Linked DNA regions of Triticum aestivum: regions 1 and 3 are each linked to region 2. The links are chromatin contacts, called in public Hi-C maps. All regions are on one chromosome and are shown on one strand. Each heading gives the region's core, a stretch centred on a gene start, on an enhancer-like site or on the middle of the called end of the contact. The rest is flanking DNA. Distances are from core to core; before and after follow the strand shown.

Region 1 (3,731 bases), core at 709-3,208, 220 kb after region 2:
TGTACGGACGGAAGTGCTGAACCCCTCTAAATTGGTAAGAAACTGGGGAATGGCCGCTCATCAGTCTGGATATTATCCAGCAAGTTGAAGAGAAAATCCATGTTGTCCGAGAAAATCACAAGGCAACCCAGTCCCGTCAGAAGAGAAACTATGACCGTAAACACCGGGGATCAATCTATCAACCTGGTGAACAAGCTTATCTGCGTGTCACTCCTATGAGGGGCACTCATCGTTTTGGAATCAAGGGCAAGTTAGCTCCTCGCTACATTGGTCCCTTCCGGTTTCTCGCTAGACGTGGATATGTGGCTTATAAATTGGAATTGCCACCGTGGTTTTCTCACATCCACGATGTCTTCCATGTATCGCAACTTCGTCGTTGCTTCAAGGATCCATACCGTGCAGTGGATCATGAAGTGCTTGAATTGCAACCAGACCTCTCTTATGAAGAGTATCCGATCTGCATTCTTGATCAAGCTGAACGCCGCACCTGTCAGAAGGCAATCAAGTTCCTAAAAGTTCAGTGGTCAAACCATTCTGAAGACAACGCGACTTGGGAACGCGAGGATCGTCTTCGTGATGAATACTCCGCTATGTTTTCGTCTACCTCCTGAATCTCGGGATGAGATTTCTTTTAGTGCAGGACTTTTGTAAGACCCCTGTAATTATGCTACAGTGATCCCTGACTAATGATGACATGTCATCCTATTTTTGCTTAGCTTAATCTCTCCTGGATATAAACCTAAGTCAAATTCAAATTGCGAGTGAAATTTAAAATTTCACAAACATGATTGGAAAATAGTTCATCATTTAGCAAAAAACTTATTTACTTAAATGGGCTATAGCAATTAAAATAGTGCCAAATCAACCCTTCTAAATGGTTTTCCATTTATGCAAAATTAACACAAATTGAAATACCTCCCAAACTTTTTGTGGCAGTGCCAAATATTGTAATGCATTTTTGTGGCCAAGTTCTATTTTTGGCAAAAGTCATTTGATGGCTAAAATAAATGCAAACAGTTGCTGTAAAAGAAAAACAGAAAGAGACAAAGAAAAGTCCTAAACCTAGTGGCGATTGGGCCTTAGTGCCAGTGGAGGCCCAACCCACATAAGTCTTCTCCTTCCTCCCGCTACAAGAGGCAGAGAAGGGGCATGGCGGCCATCCAGGCCACCATGGCCGCCGTGTCGGCCATCACACGCCCCCTCGGGTATAAAGCGACGATTGCGAGCCCCGCATCAAACCCTAGCCCGTTTCTTCCTCCCCCTCGCTTGATCTCCTCGCTACAGCAAACCCCGCACCATCGTCTCCACGCCTCACCTCGCCCACGCACCCATGATCATCCCCGCGCCGTGAGACCTCGTCCATCCGCTCTGCCGTCGACCACTGCCTCGACTGCAACCACCAGCTCGAGCCGCGGAGATCTCCCTCGGCGGATCAGGCGTCTCCCTCCGCTTCGGCGGCCGCCATCCCACCGCCTCAACCTACTGCTCCGGTATCGCCCCAGCCTTCCCGAGCACGCCTTCGAGGTCCGCGGTGAGCGCCGCGCGATTCCCCTCTTCCCCCGCTCTCTTCCTCGCTGCTAGATTTTGCGCCCGTGCTCACTGGGCGCTCGCGCTCGCCACGCCCGAACCGCGCCCCTGGGTGGCCCGCGTGCTCCCGCGTGCCTTGCCCCCCCACTTGCCCACTCGCCCCGCTCGCCGCACCTCTGGCCTCACCCGGCCTCACAGCTGCTGGCGGCGCTCGCCCGCGGCCGCTGCTGCTCCCCTGCTGCCGATCGCCGCGCTTGCCACCGCTGCCAGCCATGCCCCGAACGCACCCCTTGACCCGCGTCGTGGCCTGGCCACGCTCACCGGGCCGATGCCGCTACTGCTGGCCATGGCCGAGGGCGCCGTGTGTGCGTGCGTGTGTGTGTGCCGGTTGTGCCCCTGTCATGTGGGGACAACCCTGATTAGATTAGGATTAGGATTAGGTTAGTTTAAGTTAAATGCTTAATTAGCTAAATGTCCCACTGACATGTTGGGCCCCTCTACTAACTAAACCAATTTAAATCAGTAAATAACCCTAATAAATAATGTGTGACTGACAGGTGGTCCCCACCTACCAGTTTGACTGGTCAAACATTGACCCAATCAATGCTGACTAGGTTGCTGACTAGGCGGCCCTGGCCCATTGTCAGCCTCAGTGGCTAGCCCACTCTTATGTGACAAAAATATTTACTGTGCGTAATTTGTTTTAAATATATTTCAGGAATTCCAGGAAAACAATAAAACTTTGAAAAATAATAAATTAATCTGTAACTCGGATGAAAATAATTTATATATGAAAAATGATCAGAAAAATAAGATGAAACCGAATATGCCATCCACATACCTTGCACATGCCTCCAACACTGCAAACATGGAACCTTCCCCTCTGGATCGTCTAGCCGAATAATACCTGGAGCTGGGAAAATATTCCCGAATCTTTTCCCTATTCTTTTAAAATGTTTAGTGATGCATTAGAGCATGTACCCACACACATTGTCGTGCCATTGCATTTGTGTTGCATTTGTTTACTCTGTTATTTATTTGTTTCCCCCTCTGTTACTTCTTTTCTGGTAGACCCTGAGACCGTTGTTGATCCTGTGATTGACTACTTCACCGTCGAGGATCTGTATCTATCTGCAGAGCTTCCATGCAAGCAAAACCCATTGATCATTCCTATATCGCCCATTCTTTCTCTCTCATGCTTGCATTAGATTTTGCTATTGTTGTTCGATAACTCCTATTCTGATGCACAACCTGCTTTTGTAACCTGTTGTTGTTACTTTACCTGCTATCCTATATGCTCAGTATAGGTTGGTTAGTGATCCATTAGTGGCCCCATACCCTTGTCCGTGTTGCCATGTTTTACTACTGGATGTCTCAATCAATGTGATCAATGTACGAAGACTGAACACATTACCGGCACCCCTCCTTGGTTGTACGACTCTGCAGAGCTACTATCGAGTGACGAGGGTGATACCTCGCATCTCACTCCTGATGATTTCTCTGTATTGAAGCCAACCGGTCGTGGACTATAGAGGGTGACTCCTCATTCACCACTCCCGATGATGACTCTGTCGTGCAACGATACGTCCATTTTGCATCATGATTTCTACTGTTATTTATAATGTTTTTATGCATAATAATGCTTTATGAAGTAATTCTAATGCCTTTTCTCTCATAATTTGCAAGGTTTACACAAAGGGCGAATGCCGGCAGCTGGAATTCTAGGCCTGAAAAAGCTACGTCCGAGTTACCTATTCTACACATCTCCAAATGAGCTGAAAATTTATGGAGAATTATTTTGGAATATATAAAAAATACTGGAGCAAATAACTACCGGAGGGGGGCCAGCTAGTGAGCACAAGACATCAGGGCGCGCCAAGCCCCCTAGGCGCGCCCTGGTGGGTTGTGCTCAGCTCAACCCACCTCCGATGCCCATCTTCTAGTATATAGGTCATTCTGACCTAGAAAAAATAAGGAGAGGACTTTCGGGACAGAACACCGATGTCTCGAGGCGGAACTTGGGCAGGAGCACTTTTGCCCTCACGCGAAGCGATTCCGCCGGGGGAACTTCCCTCCCGGAGGGGGAAATCGAAGCCATCGTCATCACCAACAACCCTCTCATCTTTTGGGAGGCAAATCTCCATCAACATATTCAACATCACCATCTCCTCTCAGACCCTAGTTCATCTCTTGTGTTCATTCTT
Region 2 (3,980 bases), core at 587-3,086:
CGGGCGGCGCAGCGACGATGAGATCACCGTGTTTAAGTCCGTTGGCACGGCCGTGGTCGATCTCTTGGCGGCACAATTGGCCTACGAGAACTACACTGCAACCAAGAACGCGTGAGGTCCATCGATGCATGGATCTCATGGATTGCGCGAAGGCTCTTCTTCAGTTCTTCTTGCAGGCAGATTGCACAGGCTGTTCCTTTCACAGAGTCATCATCAGCGAAATACAAATAAATAAACTGATCAGATTAGCACTTGTGCTTCTGATCATCAGCTGTGGCATATTCACTTGTTGTTAGGCCGATTCGAATAAGAATGTGTTGTCGTCTCATGATACCTTGTCTCTGTATCCGATTCTAATAACATGGTGTGGTATTTATCAAGGAGAATACAGTGTAATGGCTTATCTGTGAACTCAAATCTTTTGTATTGTTGGCATTGTTGCTGAGTGTGTTGCAATGTCAGGACTCAGGTCCCAGGACCATCATGATTGCCAATATGGCTGCATATCTGGATGCTCTCTCGGGTGAGGATGAGCTCATACCTTAATACAAGTGTTTTCAGATAATGGGAGAGACCCTAATAAGTGGGAGGAAGAAGATGTAAAAGCATCACCGGATGGTTGTAGTTGAGCCATTTTTAGCTTCAAAGCAAGTGATCCCACATCACCTGTTGCTTGGTTTTCAATATTATTAGCGTATATCTTTTTTTTGCGGGGAATATTATTAGCCTATATCGAGTAGATAGATATTCGTCTGGACCTGTGACGGCCTGGTTAGCTCAGTTCTCTGCAAGGAAAACTCATGTTGAGTGACTGACATGTCCTGGAGGACCTGAAATTTGTTGAAGGGAAACCGAGCGTAACAGCGAAAAGTGGCTGCAGAGGCCGAGCTCCATTGAGCACTATATACATTTCTCAGCCAAAATACCTTTTCCATAACTCAAAAAAATCTGAAAAAATGTTTTCATGTAGACATATACTTGAAGTATACGTGTACAAATTTTCATAAACATATGTATTCATATGTGATGTATACAAAAAAGACAAATACACAGATTGAAATAGGCTTTTTCTTTGTTGTATTTGTGTCAGATATTTGTTTTTTTTGTGTAGCATGCAAATGATCAAATTAGTTACTGAAAATTTATACATACTTAAAGAATATGCATATGCATTTGTACAAAAAAATTGGCATTTTTTGAAATTTTTAAATATATTTTGGTTTTTTTTTTGCAAAACGAGCTCCATGGAGCCCGGTCTTTGCAACGCCACACTCAGCGTAACAGCTCCATGAGTGCCATAAAGAGCTTAGAATGTGTCTTGTCTATATTGAATGGCATTTTGGGGCTAAGATAAATCATGAGGACATTCATGGCTTGCTGTAATACAAAATCATGTGCTCTGACAGATATTATGCTTCCTTCACTTATCTCATGTACGTTTTGAGGACGTAGCCTTTATCGTCGCATTTACAACAGCAGAGATTGAGTTCCCAAATGATCCAGATTCTTTATACTGAGTTTCCTGCTGTTATGGTGTAGACAGATGCTCTTACAAATGTCCGTCTAAGTTAGCTATACATGGGATTCGAACATCAAAGTGGCTGTAGTTTAGTGGTGAGAATTCCACGTTGTGGCCGTGGAGACCTGGGCTCGAATCCCAGCAGCCACACTTCCTTTTTCTTTTTGTGCTAGAAGATGTCTGAACCTTTTGTCTGAACTTGTTTAAGCTCGCATCGGTAAACTGGGCCTGGCCCAAAAATAGGGACAGGCGAAAACGGGCCCCCTCTCTTCCTCCGTGTCTCTCTCTGTCTGTCATTCTAAACAAACCCAACCTCACCACCGACCTCCTCAACTCAAACTCCTACCCTTGCCACAATGGCGCAGTCCGACAGCCCATGCCCCGCAGCGCCGGCGCTGTTCCACCCCGCTCCCTAGCGCCCGTCGCCCCGGTGAGGATCACGAGCCCTCGACGACTCCCCGCCCGTAGATTTTGCTCCAATTCCAAATCCCAGCCAGCAGAAAGCCGTCCAGGTATATGCTTCGATTCTTCTTCGGATTTGATCTAGGGTTCGGGGCGGCTGCGGGGCGCATTTCGTCATTTGTGTCGCCTAAGTTTGTTCTCCGGTTCTTTTTGTGCTAGAAGATGTCTGAACCTTTTGTCTGAACTTGTTTAAGCTCGCATCGGTAAACTGGGCCTGGCCCAAAAATAGGGACAGGCGAAAACGGGCCCCCTCTCTTCCTCCGTGTCTCTCTCTGTCTGTCATTCTAAACAAACCCAACCTCACCACCGACCTCCTCAACTCAAACTCCTACCCTTGCCACAATGGCGCAGTCCGACAGCCCATGCCCCGCAGCGCCGGCGCTGTTCCACCCCGCTCCCTAGCGCCCGTCGCCCCGGTGAGGATCACGAGCCCTCGACGACTCCCCGCCCGTAGATTTTGCTCCAATTCCAAATCCCAGCCAGCAGAAAGCCGTCCAGGTATATGCTTCGATTCTTCTTCGGATTTGATCTAGGGTTCGGGGCGGCTGCGGGGCGCATTTCGTCATTTGTGTCGCCTAAGTTTGTTCTCCGGTTCGATTAGAGTGAACAATCGCAGGAGGAACTATCTATCTTCTGCTCATGCTCCGTGTTACCTTGGCAAGCAGATTTTGATTTACTCTGAGGAAACGTTGGGGGTGCATCCCTTCCTACAAAATTTGCAGCATTTCGTGTGTGTTAATTAAGCATACTGCATGTTTATATGTGCCACCCTTTGAAATTTTGAATCCCTGAACTTGCATGTGTTGTTGCATAGTCATTACTTCAGAGAATCTGCATCACTGCAGATAATGATAAACTCTTTAACTAGTACTGCCTCTGAACTTAACTATGGTTACTCTTGCATGCTATGTTTATGCCCTGTGACCCCTGTCCATGTAGGATACTTGACTTATGTGATCATACAAGGCTTAATTGTTTCTTTTAACATCAAGAAAGTGTTGCTCTTTTACTAGACGGACTAGTACGGAAACAATGTTGTAATTCCCTAATGTTGGTTATCTTGCTTAATACCACTACTTTGTCAGTTTTATTATCTTGGTTGGCACTTTCGAAATGTTGGTTCATATATTTCTCATCAGATTTTCAACGCTCATCAAATATCATGTGTATAGAATTTTGAACTGAGAGTTTTGTTTATGTCATATGTTACAGTAGGCTCCTGGTTACTTATTCCAATAAGATGAGTAGGATCCATCGTGAATTTTAACAGTTCGTTTATTTATTCCGAGCACTTAAAATATAATTTTGGATGCTGCAGATGTCTGATTCCTCAGAGCCCTCGAAAGAAGGTTCTTCAGCCAATGGTTCCAGTGCTCTCCAAAAAACTGGAGCCTGGAGTAGCATATTGAGCACTCTTGTCCAGCAAGCTTCAGTGTATGGCTTGGCTGCTGGTTATTGCCTGTCAGCATCTTTGCTCTCCATTATCAACAAATGGGCAATCATGAAATTTCCGTACCCTGGGGCACTGACAGCTCTACAGTACTTGACCAGTGTTGTTGGAGTTCTCCTATGTGGACAAGCAAAGCTTATTGAGCATGATGGCCTTAATTTCGCAACCATGTGGAAGTTCTTACCTGCTGCTGTGATGTTCTACATCTCCATCTTCACAAACAGCGAACTCTTGCTGCATGCCAATGTGGACACTTTCATTGTGTTTCGCTCTGCTGTGCCAATATTTGTGGCCATCGGAGAGACGTTGTACCTTCACCAACCATGGCCGTCATTCAAGACATGGCTTTCACTATCCACCATACTTGGTGGAAGTGTGATCTACGTTTTCACAGACAACCAGTTCACTATGACTGCTTATAGCTGGGCAGTGGCCTACCTAGCGAGTATGTCCATTGATTTCGTATACATCAAGCACGTTGTCATGACCATTGGCCTGAATACATGGGGCCTTGTGCTTTACAACAATCTTGAGGCCTTGATGCTGTTC
Region 3 (3,463 bases), core at 703-3,202, 210 kb before region 2:
TCTTTTGTTGCTGGGGGCAAACTATTGCAGGTAATAACACCCTTTTCAGTTAGTACTCGTTCCCTGAAGATATGGTGAGAGGTGAATATAGTACTAGTAGTAAAGTTAAAAGATTATGCACCGGTGTTCTTCTCTGCATGAATCTCTTGGTGATTTTTAGATGCAATGACATCTATGGTCAATTTTTTGTGCTTTACACATTATCCCATTTTTTTGTTCCGTGTTGAAAATTACCAACTTGATTCCACGATATGTTTAAGATTAAGTACTACTAGTGTATCTCGTACTACTCTTCCGTTTGATCTTCTTCTTGTCGTTGAGAATTTATTACTTTGAATAGTTGTGAAGTGCTTGCTCCAGGCTCGATTCCATTGCAGGAGCTTCGAGAAGTTTATGAATAGAATCACTGATTTGTTCTTACATTCCATGATCCCTGTATAATATTTAACTCCCTTTTAAACTTGTTTTCAGGTTAATAAGAAGGCGGAGCTCGTATTTGCCAATCATGCTTTCGATGTTTGGGAGAGCTGGACGCTGGAAGGGTCTTTACTGGAATGCTGCAAACTGATCAACCACAGGAATCCTTTGGTATGCCCGTTTATCTATCACCAATTTATGCACATAACAACAATATTTAAGAGTTAAGATGCACATCTGTCCCCGCCAATGGTAATAGCGAATCTTTATTTTCATCACAAAACAGGACCCGTTAATGTTCTGGACTAGGAATTTCCACTGCCATGACTAACTCGAAAAAACAGTTCTGTTGGTAGTATCTTGTTTCCTGATGGTAGTTAAAATTGTCTGCAGGCTGTATTGGAGGTCTATATCGAGATCCTCGCAGCGGTGAGTGAAGAAGATGGCGTCACCAGGTGGCTCGATTGATCAAAATGACCCATCCATCTGCTTTAGGAGAACGAGAGCAACTGACTCATCAGTGTTGTATTCTGGCTGGCCTGGGGGTTCACTCAGTTTTCTCTTTTTTCCTGCCAAGTGTTCAGTTTTGGCCATTCTACCTATTGCAGAGACCTTGCATAGCCACTGCGAATTGTTTCATAGTTTCACTGCTGTAGCCTGTACGAGTATCAAGTGTCGACAACAAGCGTAGTGCTATTTCCAGTGGAGAAAATATCTAGTCTATTTACAGTTACTACTTGTTATCCTTGTCGATCTCCTCCTTCCACAGCTCCGGCCAGTTGGTCCGGGCCTCGTCGACGCCGAGCAGCGAGCCTTCCTTCTCCGGGTCCCAGCTCGCCGACAGCGTCCCGTAGGCGATGCCGAGCGCCGACGTGCCGAAGGAGAGGAGGATGGTGAGCAGCTGCACCCACGACGGCACCTCGGCCCCGCCCCCGCGCTTGAGCGCGTCGTACACGTTGAGGAGCGCCACGCCCGACGCCATCGGGACGCCCACCGTGAACAGGATCCGCCGGAGGATGCGGTCGAACACCACCTGCGGCAGCTCGTCGTCGCCGCGGCCGCCGCCGTCCTCCTCCTCGCGGGCGGGCTCCACGAGCGACTCCTTCAGGAGCAGCAGCTGCTGCTGCTCCTCCCGCTCGCGCACCCGCTGCTGCTGCCGCTGCTTCTCCTTGCGGCTCGGCTTCTTGTTGCTTGTGCTGTCCGCGGCTGGTGTGCCGACGCCGCTGCCGTTGCCGGCTGCGTGTGGCCGCCGGGCTGTGGCTCGTCGTCGCTTGGACGGTGCGGCGTGAGGCGGGGAAAGGATGGAAGTGGTGGATAGGCTGTGCATCCGTTGGTGATGAGGGTAAGGGGCGGGCTGGAGAGCCGCTACGTGGAGCAAGGCGGCCATGCGCGCCGCCGGTGGATTGGCAGGAGACGACGAGCTGCTCTCCCACTTCCTCGTGGTAATAGCCTTATCGCCATGGGCAGTGGTCAGTGGTGGCGCGTAACTGCATTCTCGATGCGTTCCTGGGTTGGGTGCCACGTGTGTCGTCCCCACAAGAGATAGGCAAACGTTTGTGCCCGGCCGACCGGTTGCCTGGCGATCAAGCCTGTCGTACATCAAAAATGCTAAACGTACGGGCCTCTTACGGGAGTTTTACAGGCCCTTTCCTAATAATCTCTCCGCCCCTCCTGATTTTCACCTGGGTGGGGCCCGTCCCTCCCCACTTAATTCAATCACAACTTGACAAATCAGTATCACCCACGTAATCTTCCGTCGATGTAGCGTTACTCATCGTACATCTAGTTAAAAAAAGAAAGGCTATCGTACATCTCACCCCGTGCACTATCTTTTTTTTCCGGGGGCTTATCTTTTTTCTTTCTTTGTCTTCTTCCTCCCGACCCCCTTCTCTCCACTCCTTGTCTTCTTCCTCCCGACCCCCTTCTCTCCACTCCTCGTCTTGTTTCTCCCGATCCTCTTCTCTCTCTCTCAGCAGCTCATCTTACTCCTTTAGACCGCGTCGCCGGCTAGCCCTAAACCTGTGTAGGTCCCCTACCTCCAACCTCAGCGTCCACGCCCACTTCTTCCACTGCCCATGGCTACCGGTCCCTTTCGCCACTGGAAATGCCATAACCATGGCGGCGCGGCCTCCTCCCCCACTGCTACAACCATCTCCTCCCAAAATGAACCTAAAAGCTTTGCTTCTCCATGGATCCTGCAACCGAGGACCCAAAAAGCTACAACCGTTTGATTCGAAAGCTTCAACCCACGGTATATAAAGCTTCAACCGGACACTGTGCACTGGAAAAAGCTACAATTGTCCATATGAAAGCTTCAACCGTAGTTTAAAAAAGTTTCGATGGATCACATGTGCAACTGAAAAAAACTACAACCGTTCATGCGAAAGATCAAACCATATTTGAAAAAGCTTCAACCAACGAAATAGAGAAGTTTCATCATATCACTACGAAATAAAAAGAAGCTTCAACTTCGTGAGTACACAACGAAAAAGTTGCAAGTGTTGAGATGAAAAAGCTTCAACCCTACTTTCGAAAAGCTTCAACCAGAGACCAGCGACAAAAAGCTGGAACCGACACCTCGCCATTGATGCAACCGACTACTGCGATGGCTTCACGGCGGAGCTGCAGCTGTAGAGATGACAAACTCCACGGACGGGCGGGCTGATTTATTTTGCTGGGTCCGATTTGCTGCATAAGAGGGGCGGGCCATGGGGCACCAGTGGTCCAACTGGCGAGCCGCGACAGCGAGCGGTGCGAGCCGGCGGTGCTTCGAGGTCGTTCGTCTGGTCGACGGTTTGCTACCCCTATGTGCGTGCTAGAGACGAAGGAGGATGGGGAAAGGAAAAAGAGAAGACAACTGAGATCCAACAGCCCATGTACTCTCATATCGAACGACTGCTAGGCAGCCGGCCGAAAATTGGGCCGGCCGGCCGGCGCCTAGCGTGGCTCTAAAAGCATCTCCAGCCGTTGCCCCCCCAGGAGGCATATTTTTTGCCGCTTGGGGGCTGCCGGCGAAATTTTTGGCCTGGGAGGGGGGGCAAAATTT

What was found. A called contact is a pair of places that touch in the nucleus more often than the background predicts.
Region 1: a Hi-C map of leaf shows a contact between it and region 2, with 4 times the contacts expected there. The contact joins the enhancer-like site here to the promoter of LOC123181413 in region 2. A contact is called at or near these places in 2 of 5 Hi-C or Micro-C datasets (both in leaf).
Region 3: a Hi-C map of leaf shows a contact between it and region 2, with 4 times the contacts expected there. The contact joins the promoter of LOC123181411 here to the promoter of LOC123181413 in region 2. A contact is called at or near these places in 2 of 5 Hi-C or Micro-C datasets (both in leaf).

Annotation. Positions count from the first base shown.
Region 1 is chr1D:270,328,758-270,332,488 of IWGSC CS RefSeq v2.1, forward strand. No RefSeq gene overlaps it. Among protein-coding and RNA genes, the nearest start is that of LOC123181417, 25 kb to the left of the region's middle. Within about 2 kb of position 1,959, at least 7 of the 8 cell types and tissues checked have an H3K27ac peak or open chromatin away from gene starts, as enhancers often do. A contact at or near this core is called in leaf, where this site is marked.
Region 2 is chr1D:270,108,938-270,112,917 of IWGSC CS RefSeq v2.1, forward strand. LOC123181413 (GDP-mannose transporter GONST3) reads left to right here and starts at 1,837. Exons shown (of 2, transcript XM_044593676.1): 1 at 1,837-2,031; 2 at 3,300-3,980. The coding sequence starts at 3,300. TRNAH-GUG (transfer RNA histidin (anticodon GUG)) reads left to right here and starts at 1,598; the gene lies at 1,598-1,669. It overlaps LOC123181412 (protein SAR DEFICIENT 4), which reads left to right. Exons shown (of 1, transcript XM_044593674.1): 1 at 1-417. The coding sequence ends at 115.
Region 3 is chr1D:269,897,735-269,901,197 of IWGSC CS RefSeq v2.1, forward strand. It overlaps LOC123181411, which reads right to left and starts at 1,953. Exons shown (of 1, transcript XM_044593673.1): 1 at 1,091-1,953. The coding sequence starts at 1,804. The coding sequence ends at 1,151. It overlaps LOC123181410 (C-terminal binding protein AN), which reads left to right. Exons shown (of 7, transcript XM_044593672.1): 5 at 1-30; 6 at 472-588; 7 at 811-1,150. The coding sequence ends at 885.